Regions from separate parts of the Mus musculus genome. Here all the other regions are linked to region 1. A link is a contact called in public Hi-C and Micro-C data. All regions are on one chromosome and are shown on one strand. Each heading gives the region's core, a stretch centred on a gene start, on an enhancer-like site or on the middle of the called end of the contact. The rest is flanking DNA. Distances are from core to core; before and after follow the strand shown.

Region 1 (2,598 bases), core at 61-2,560:
AACTAGCAGCATACGCCATGGGCTTCTCATAAACTAGCAATGTGCTTGGTGGGTTCAGCTCTGTGTCTCATCTCAATATCACAAACAATGAGCTGGGTTGCTCCAATTACAGAGTCATAACTTGAGACGCCAGGGATCTGACTAACTTGTTCAAGGTCTCTTGGCTGATAGATGGTAGAACCATCATTAAAATGCAGATCTGTCTCATTCGTGGGTCTTTGGGTTTTTCTTTAATTTTTTTTTCTTTTTAGAATACTGCCATGATTGGCTAAGAAGAAAGAACTCAATATTAACTCAGAACACTTAAGCATTAAATTATGCTTATAATAATAATGTAACAGCTAAATAAATCACTTTATCTTTGAAAAGCATTTCAGAATCAGCAATGTAATCATCTCCAGACCAATTCTGAACTCTGTCGTTGCCACCAAACAGGAAAGATAAACCACACGAAAGATTACATTTATCTGTGCGTCAGGACATGTATTTTTTTATTCTAGAAAAACCTCTTCAACATATTCTGTCACAAGTTCCAGATGGAAAGAAAAACTAGAAAGCAAATTTTTGAGGAAATTAAACAAAAACTTTAAGCCCTTTGAAAGAATAACTGTAGCCGTGTGTTTGTAAATAAATTTCCACTCAGATATTAAAATGAATACTTTCTGATTCACAGCCAGTGCAATGAGCCAAACCAAATGAAATAAAATTTGGCTGCCTCAGTGCACACATTCCTAAAAGTCCAGTGAGGACATTCAGTGGGCCCTGATTTGAACTATTTCACAACCACATCTGTACGTAGCAGCATGCACAAAAAGAAAAAAGAGAGAGAGAGAGAGAGAGAGAAAGAAAAAGAAAAAGAAATCCAGGATGCTTAATCATGCATCCCAAATTCTATTTTCACACGAGTTCTTTTTAATTAATTTTACCAGAAGCAACACCCACCTATAAATTGCATTTTGCTTTTATTTTTTAAATGAACCAGAAAGTATTACTAATATCCAATTATATTCCCCAAAGATGTTTTGAAAGAAGGAATTCTAGGAAAGACAACAGCCCTGGAAAGTCTCCTTTTCTTCATAAAAAGTGAAGTCAGAAGAAATTCTCTCTGTCCTTATAAGACCCCAATTGACTGAACATGTTGACGTGATACCTTTGGGTCCAGTCTCTGTAGCCCATCTGCAAAGCCACAGTTGTTTCAAGCACCTGGCACAGAATCAAGCCAACAGCTGCGACAAAGCATGATGGGATCAGTGACCACCACCTCACCACAGTACCCTGGAGACAATGAGTCGCTTTCAACAATGCATCTCCTAGCTCTACACACAAGGAAATGCTAGTGTGCAGTCCAGAATAGGACCTTCTGAAATGGCTCCTCCTGCTCCTATAATATCCAGCACAGGGTTTTGAACACCCTGAGAACATGGTGCCTTGCCCCAAGACCAGATTTTAGAAGGTCTGAAGGACTGGGTAGGGGGATGAACAAAGAAAAAGATGAGTGTTAGATAAGATTGAAACAAAGGAGGAGATGGTGTAACCATCGGGGTGACTAATTCAAAGGCAGGCAGCATTCCCCAAATGTCCTGGCCTTCCTTCTTTGTACTTTTTGCTTCCAGAAAGTTCTCCAAGCTTTCTTACCACATCAACTCCTTTAAAGATAAAACCCTGATGGCCAGAACTGGTAGAAAGAATTTCAAAGTATTCTCTTCCTGAGAGAGAAGGAAGAGAAAATGTTCTTGCAATCTAAGAGACAGGATAAAACCCAGAGACCCTGAGCAGGTTCTGCCACGTGGTCTGGTTCCACACAGTCAAAGATAAGCTTGTGCTCCAGCTCAGGGTCATTTTAATGCTTTAGGGAGAGAGGAAAAGATTGTTGGCTGAGATCAGATTAGTGCAGAGTATGGAGATATGGAGGTCCTTCAAACTGCTGGGACCCTTTAAAAAAAATGGATTCCTGATTTACTAAGTGCTAACTAAGAATTTCACCGATCTTTGAGAGTCTCGCCGAAATTCTATTGTAGGCACAACTCTGCATAGACATTCCAATGAAAAGGAAGGACAGGAAAGTCGGGCATTTAAGATTCCACAAATAGGGACTTCTTTAGCACATCTGTAGCAATGGTGCAGGCATTACTGATTTTCTTCACTTGACTGCGACCTCTTCAAAAATAAGGAGACCGGCTAATCTACTTTTTCAACCTCAACAATTGTGTCTGACTATTGGAGTAAATCAATTTGTCCATTTTTCTTTCTTTAACACTTAGCACAATAGCCTCAAGATTACCCCATGCTCTTGTGGATGGAAAAAAACCCCTCCTTTTTAATAAATAATACTTCAATTCTACAAGTAATTTCAAGAGAGTAAAGAAGAAAAAGAAATAACAGGTGTGGTCAACACGTGCAAAGTTTTTGTTCATCTTGTGGCCACTGGAGAGTTAAAGGATGCATAAAGAAACATGGGTTGATTGGCCTGTGAATTTCAGCCAGGGTGGTGTGCAGAGTCCTCAAGCCTAGAGACAATTTCTGTGAGGTATGTCGTGGTGGCCCAGAAGCCTGGTAAAGAGTAAACGTGATGGTCACCCAGGAAACACAGGCTTGTCG
Region 2 (2,598 bases), core at 33-2,532, 210 kb before region 1:
CAAACATTTTTTAAGCTATTATGTTTGGGGTTAATTGGTTTTGCAAGAGCAGCAACCTTTACACACATGACCATCCACATCAGAGTTTTAGGGAGAAAACTGATCAAGAAGAAGCAGATTGGAAATTCAATTTCTGATGCTCTGAACCACCAGATAAGATCTGATGGCCCTGGCCACTTCATGTTCTATAGTTCAGTTTTCATGGTCTAGGCCATGTGGGTGCTTTGACAGCAACACAGGTTCATAGTGTTGGATAGGTGTACAGGCAACAATTTGCATAGGATTCCTTCTGATTTCACTAAATTCATCAAGCTGAAAATAAAAGTGTCCTATACATGTTTTGTCAACTCAACACAGCCCAGAGTTGTCTGAGAGAAAAGCCTCAACTGAAGGTCTAGGGTGGATTGTCTTGATTGTTAATTGACATAAGAGGTTCCAACCCACTGTGGGCGACAACATCCTTAGGCAAGTGTTCCTATGCTGTATAAGAAACCAGCTGAGCATAAACATGAGCAAACCAGCAAGCAGCATTTCTCCATGGCTTTTGCTTGAAGATCCTGTTTGAGTGTGTGAGTTCCTATCCTAACTTCCTTCAATGATGGATTATGACCTGAGCATATAAGCCAAAGAAAACATTTCCTCTTCTAAGTTGCTGTTTGTCTCAGAGGGTTCCTTTGTTTGTTTGTTTGTTTGTTTGTTTGTTTGTTTTTATCACAGCCACAGGAAGGAAACCAGAATCTACATAGATCACTCCCTACCTGGAAAACACTAGCAATTCCAGTTTCCCTTGGGAGAATAGAGGCTAAGTTGTACAATCTTCATCAAGTCCTGATTATTAAGAAGTCATTTTTGTAGAGATTTGCCTTCAGAGAAGTTCTGTTGAGTAACTAGCATATTGTCCTTTTTAAAATCCCTATGAACCTTGCAATAGAATGACTTCTCTTTGGTTTGACCTAGAACTTTAGAGCCAACCCTGCAGCTCATTTCAGGTACAGCACAGAGACACTTTCTTGTGCTGATATAGCTCACAGAGTTGGTGATTTCTGCATATTACTCTCCCTTTATATGATATTTGTTAACTATTAGTTCACTACTTTTCATTGCATGAAATTCATTAAGTATTTCAAATCTTCTGGAACAACAATAGGGGTGGGTTGGGGAGGGAGGATGTCCCTTCTTCCCTGGGAATCAATGTAAAAAGTCACTGTGGATAGATGTGCTCATAAAATATCACCATGCGTCCATCTGACTTAGTCTCTGACTCAGAAAAGCTGACTCAAGAACTAAGAATGAATAACAAACTTATGCAGACATTTCCACGTCATCCTGAAGTGGGCAGCCTGCTCAAGTATCTGTAATGTCACCAACACCAAGAACTAAGAAAAAAAAAGTCCTAATTGGACAGTTTGATTCCCCTGAAGAGCAAATCCTTAGGAAAACTTCCCTCTATTTCCTGAGGAATACTCCAAACAGCAGACAGTCCCTTCTGGGATTTGCTGTTGTTGTTGTTTTGCTTTTTTATAACTAGTATCAAATTTTCTGATTTCCAAGAGGCAAGTGAGCTGTGGGTTGCGTATTTCTTCAGGCGTCTCACTTCCACCCTTCATTTAAGTGAGTATTCGACAGCATAGAAACCCCAGTACACAGGCATCACATGAGTGTGATTGGCTTATTTTAAGTTTTCTTAAAGAGAATAAAGCTAACATTACATTCCATATATGGAGATGTGGAATTTCAGAATTGTGTTTAAAAGATGTCTTATGGTCAGTTAGTTTGGTTATGGAACCATTTGAGCAGCACTAACTGGGCTTAGGGAATTAGCACCAATAAGAGAAGCAGGAAGGAGGAGGAAGATGAAATGAGGGAGGAGAAAAAAGAGAAGGAAGAAGAGAAGGAAGAGGAAGAGAAGAGGAAGTTTAAAGGTGGTTGGGTTGAGGGGAATGTGGGTAGCAATTAATAGGAAAGATTTGATCACATATTGCTGAAAGTATGCATGAAATTCTAGAGAAAAAACTATTTAAAATTAATTAATCTGATGGTTTAGAAATTATTTAAAGAATCAAAAAAGCCCCATATGACTATATCTATAGCTAGGCAGACAGAGATATATAGGATTAGATGATAGATAAGTAGTTAGTTAGATAAACAATAGATAGATAGATAGATACATACATACATACATACATACATATATACATACATATGTAGATAGATAGATAGATATAGACAGAAAGACAGACAGACAGACAGACAGACAGACAGACAGATAAAGTTAGCCTCATGTGAAACCCTCACATTTAAACTTTGTTGAGTTATTCTACTTTGATAAAGGCAGGAACAACACCAGGGAAAGACCAGCACCCCTGCACACTGACTTTGTCTGCCAATCTCAGGTAGCCTTGAGACACTTCTAGACAACTTGGCTTCAGCAGAAGGAAGGATAAAAATTGCCAGACTCCAAAATCTGAGAAGACAAGTCTTAGAGAGAGAAAAATATTCGCAAAAGACACATCTAATGAAGGACTATTCTCCAAAATATATAAAAAAGGTGTTCAAACTCAACCACAAAAACAATCACCTAATTTAAGAATGAATGAG
Region 3 (2,598 bases), core at 65-2,564, 150 kb after region 1:
TGTTAACTATTTGACAACTCACATCTAGCAAAGAGAAAAACAGGACTTTAAAGAACTGCCTTGTACCTACAGGAAGCTGGCTTTAAAAGAGTGGGGAGGAAGCAGACCCACAGGTGGGCTCCATGCTAATCTATTGACATACACTTCAAATGTTATTTTTCAGCCCTTTAGAGTTTCTACTTAAGAATAGAATTTAGCATTAACAGATAAATGCACGCAAGAGTGGGAGAGAGAAGATCTGGGTTATTTTTTAGCCCCAACAAACACGAAGAGGGATGATTCTGGTGACAGAAGAGAAATGGCAGTTATTCGGGGAGATGCGTTCAATGGTATCCCAAGTCCTGGTGGGTTTTGGTCAGTTGGTTGGTTGGTGGTTGGTTGGTTGGTTGGTTGTTGGTTGGTTGTTGGTTGGTTGGTTGGTTGGTTGGTGGTTGGTTGGTTGGTTGGTTGGTTGGTGGTTGGTTGGTTGGTTGATTTTCAGACTTGTATCAAAATCCTAGCAACAACCCCACTTTCTGGAATTAATCAATTTTGAATCCAGGACTTCAAAAGTAGAAAAAAAAGTTAGAAGAAAAATAGAAGTCGTTGCAGAGACTGTCACGTGCATAGAAACACACAACTACAGGGCAGGGAAGATGGCTTTGCGGCTAAAGGCCTTGTCACACAGGACATGAGTTCTCATCTCCAACACCCACAAAGGATGTGTGCAGAGTCTGCAATCTCAGCACTAAGAAGCAGAGGTGGCCTGGCCCCTGGAGCCCATTGGTCAGTCATTCTAACCATTACAGTGAGATGCATATTCAGTGAGAGACTTCCTCTCAAAAACTAAGATGACCTCCTCATGCATAGGTATGGTACTGACACACATATCCATACAGACATGTTCATAGACTACACACACACACACACACACACAGGAGGGAGGGAGGGAGGGAGGGAGGGAGGGAGGGAGGGAGGGAGGGAGGGAGGGAGGAGAGAAGGGAGAAAGGAGGAAGAGAGGGGAAAGGGAGAGAGGAAGAGAGGAGAGGGAGGGGGAGAGGGACAGAGATGAGAAAGAGGGGAGAAGAAGAGAGGAAAAGGGAGAGAGAGAGAAAGGGGGAGGGACATGGGGAGGAGAGGGGGGGAAGGAAACTGTACTGGAAACAGTATGGCTGGCAACCTACTTTGCACATTGCAATCCCCATCAAGATGAAGGACACGTTGTTTGCCAAGCCCTCCCCTTTGCCTTTTCTTCATCATGCTGTTCTTGCTATCCAAAAGAGGAATCAAACCAGCTGCCAACATGGAGTTGGCAAATAGCTGCAGGCGCTGTCTTCCTGGAAACGCCAACCGGCAGCCATCCCCACAAGGCCACAGAGGTTTCGGGAGGGCAGATTCACCACTGCTCAGACTCCTCATAGTGGGATTAGAACCCTAACTGTCTAAACTAATAAGCCAGAGGAGCTGGGGGTGTGGGGGAGTGGGTATGTGCTCCTAAACAGCCCGGGGTCGGCCACGTCCTTCCAGGCAGGGGCTAAGAAGGTCCCTTGTGCCTGAGGACGGTTGATCAGATAGACCTGAAGACTTGCCGGACAAGTCCCACAGCACTTCTGAGGATAGTGACTAAGCTCCAGCTTAGCAAAATTATCTAATATTTTGATTAGTCACTGAGTAAAAACTTTGCTAGAACCCTTCATTTCCTACACAGTTGGACAGACACGGTGTCAACGGAAGATTTCCTGAAAGTGCTTCCCCGGAACTGCCCAGTTCTGCAAGTAGGAAGTCAGCAAGTTGACCGAAGCCCGCTGGCCTGGCTCTCAGTGGGATCAGGCTTAGTTCACTGGCAGCGCAGATTGGCAGGCAGGCCTGGGTCCACGCCCCGCCCCTCCCTTGCAGTTCAGGCAGGTTCTATAAAAATAAACTTACATACTATTCTGTTGACTCAGATTTCCTGCGCTTTCGAACGCTTTGAAGGTTAACATGATATTTACAAGCCAGAGGACGTTCGATATTTTATATCACATGGCCTGCTACTGGAGAAAACTGCTAACGAACGCAGCTGGCAGGGCAGACAATGTGGACATTTGTAGTAACAGAGACCTGGCTTTCCAAAAGGGCTGTGAGCTGGTTCAAAATGCTCAATGGAGGAAGTGAGAAATGGATTTGGAAGTCAGTAAGACCTTTTCAGTTCTAACTTTTAAGTAAAACATGTTACGACTGGTGTCCACAATACATGTGAAATGACTTTTCGCCTGCTTACATGGGCATACATTCTTTTACAAAGCTTCCACTGTCCCTTTGAATAATTACGTTCAGAGGAGAAGGCTCTTAATTACTGAAAGGCCATTATTAAGTAGCAACTGGAAATACATACGTCTGCTCCCCATTTTAGGGTTAAACATGAATTCACATGTTGCTCCTTATCAACGCCATTCAATTAGCAGTAGAAGAAAAGGGTCATAACGTCGAAGAAGGGAATGTTTTTTTTGCTTACTAACAGCTATTGCAAAGCTGTGAGAGAGAAAAATACAATTTAAAAGCTTTAAAAAAAAAAAAACACTGAGGGTAGGGATCTCTATTTAGGGCAGGCAGTCTGTATTGTAAGCAAGGCGGTGAGTC

Evidence for each region. A called contact is a pair of places that touch in the nucleus more often than the background predicts.
Region 2: a contact with region 1 is called in a Hi-C map of muscle stem cells, with 2.4 times the contacts expected there. The contact joins two enhancer-like sites. A contact is called at or near these places in 1 of 39 promoter capture datasets (stem cell-derived epiblast-like cells), 1 of 484 Hi-C or Micro-C datasets (muscle stem cells) and 2 of 115 datasets of contacts at active chromatin or transcription factors (fibro-adipogenic progenitors and large pre-B cells).
Region 3: a contact with region 1 is called in a Micro-C map of muscle stem cells, with 3 times the contacts expected there. The contact joins two enhancer-like sites. A contact is called at or near these places in 1 of 39 promoter capture datasets (pre-B cells), 6 of 484 Hi-C or Micro-C datasets (LSK cells, granulosa cells, muscle stem cells and 2 more), 1 of 115 datasets of contacts at active chromatin or transcription factors (fibro-adipogenic progenitors) and 2 of 9 other capture datasets (adipose tissue and pancreatic islet).

The regions. Positions count from the first base shown.
Region 1 is chr10:4,774,368-4,776,965 of GRCm38.p6, reverse strand. The region is part of intron 3 of Esr1 (estrogen receptor 1 (alpha)); the gene reads right to left. Among named protein-coding and RNA genes, the nearest start is that of Esr1, 66 kb to the right of the region's middle. Within about 2 kb of position 1,310, at least 51 of the 459 cell types and tissues checked have an H3K27ac peak or open chromatin away from gene starts, as enhancers often do. A contact at or near this core is called in adipose tissue, fibro-adipogenic progenitors, granulosa cells and 1 more, where this site is marked.
Region 2 is chr10:4,982,810-4,985,407 of GRCm38.p6, reverse strand. The region is part of intron 7 of Esr1 (estrogen receptor 1 (alpha)); the gene reads right to left. Among named protein-coding and RNA genes, the nearest start is that of Esr1, 270 kb to the right of the region's middle. Within about 2 kb of position 1,282, at least 8 of the 459 cell types and tissues checked have an H3K27ac peak or open chromatin away from gene starts, as enhancers often do. A contact at or near this core is called in muscle stem cells, where this site is marked.
Region 3 is chr10:4,620,352-4,622,949 of GRCm38.p6, reverse strand. It overlaps a transcript of Esr1 not described here. Among named protein-coding and RNA genes, the nearest start is that of Esr1, 89 kb to the left of the region's middle. Within about 2 kb of position 1,314, at least 113 of the 459 cell types and tissues checked have an H3K27ac peak or open chromatin away from gene starts, as enhancers often do. A contact at or near this core is called in adipose tissue, fibro-adipogenic progenitors, granulosa cells and 1 more, where this site is marked.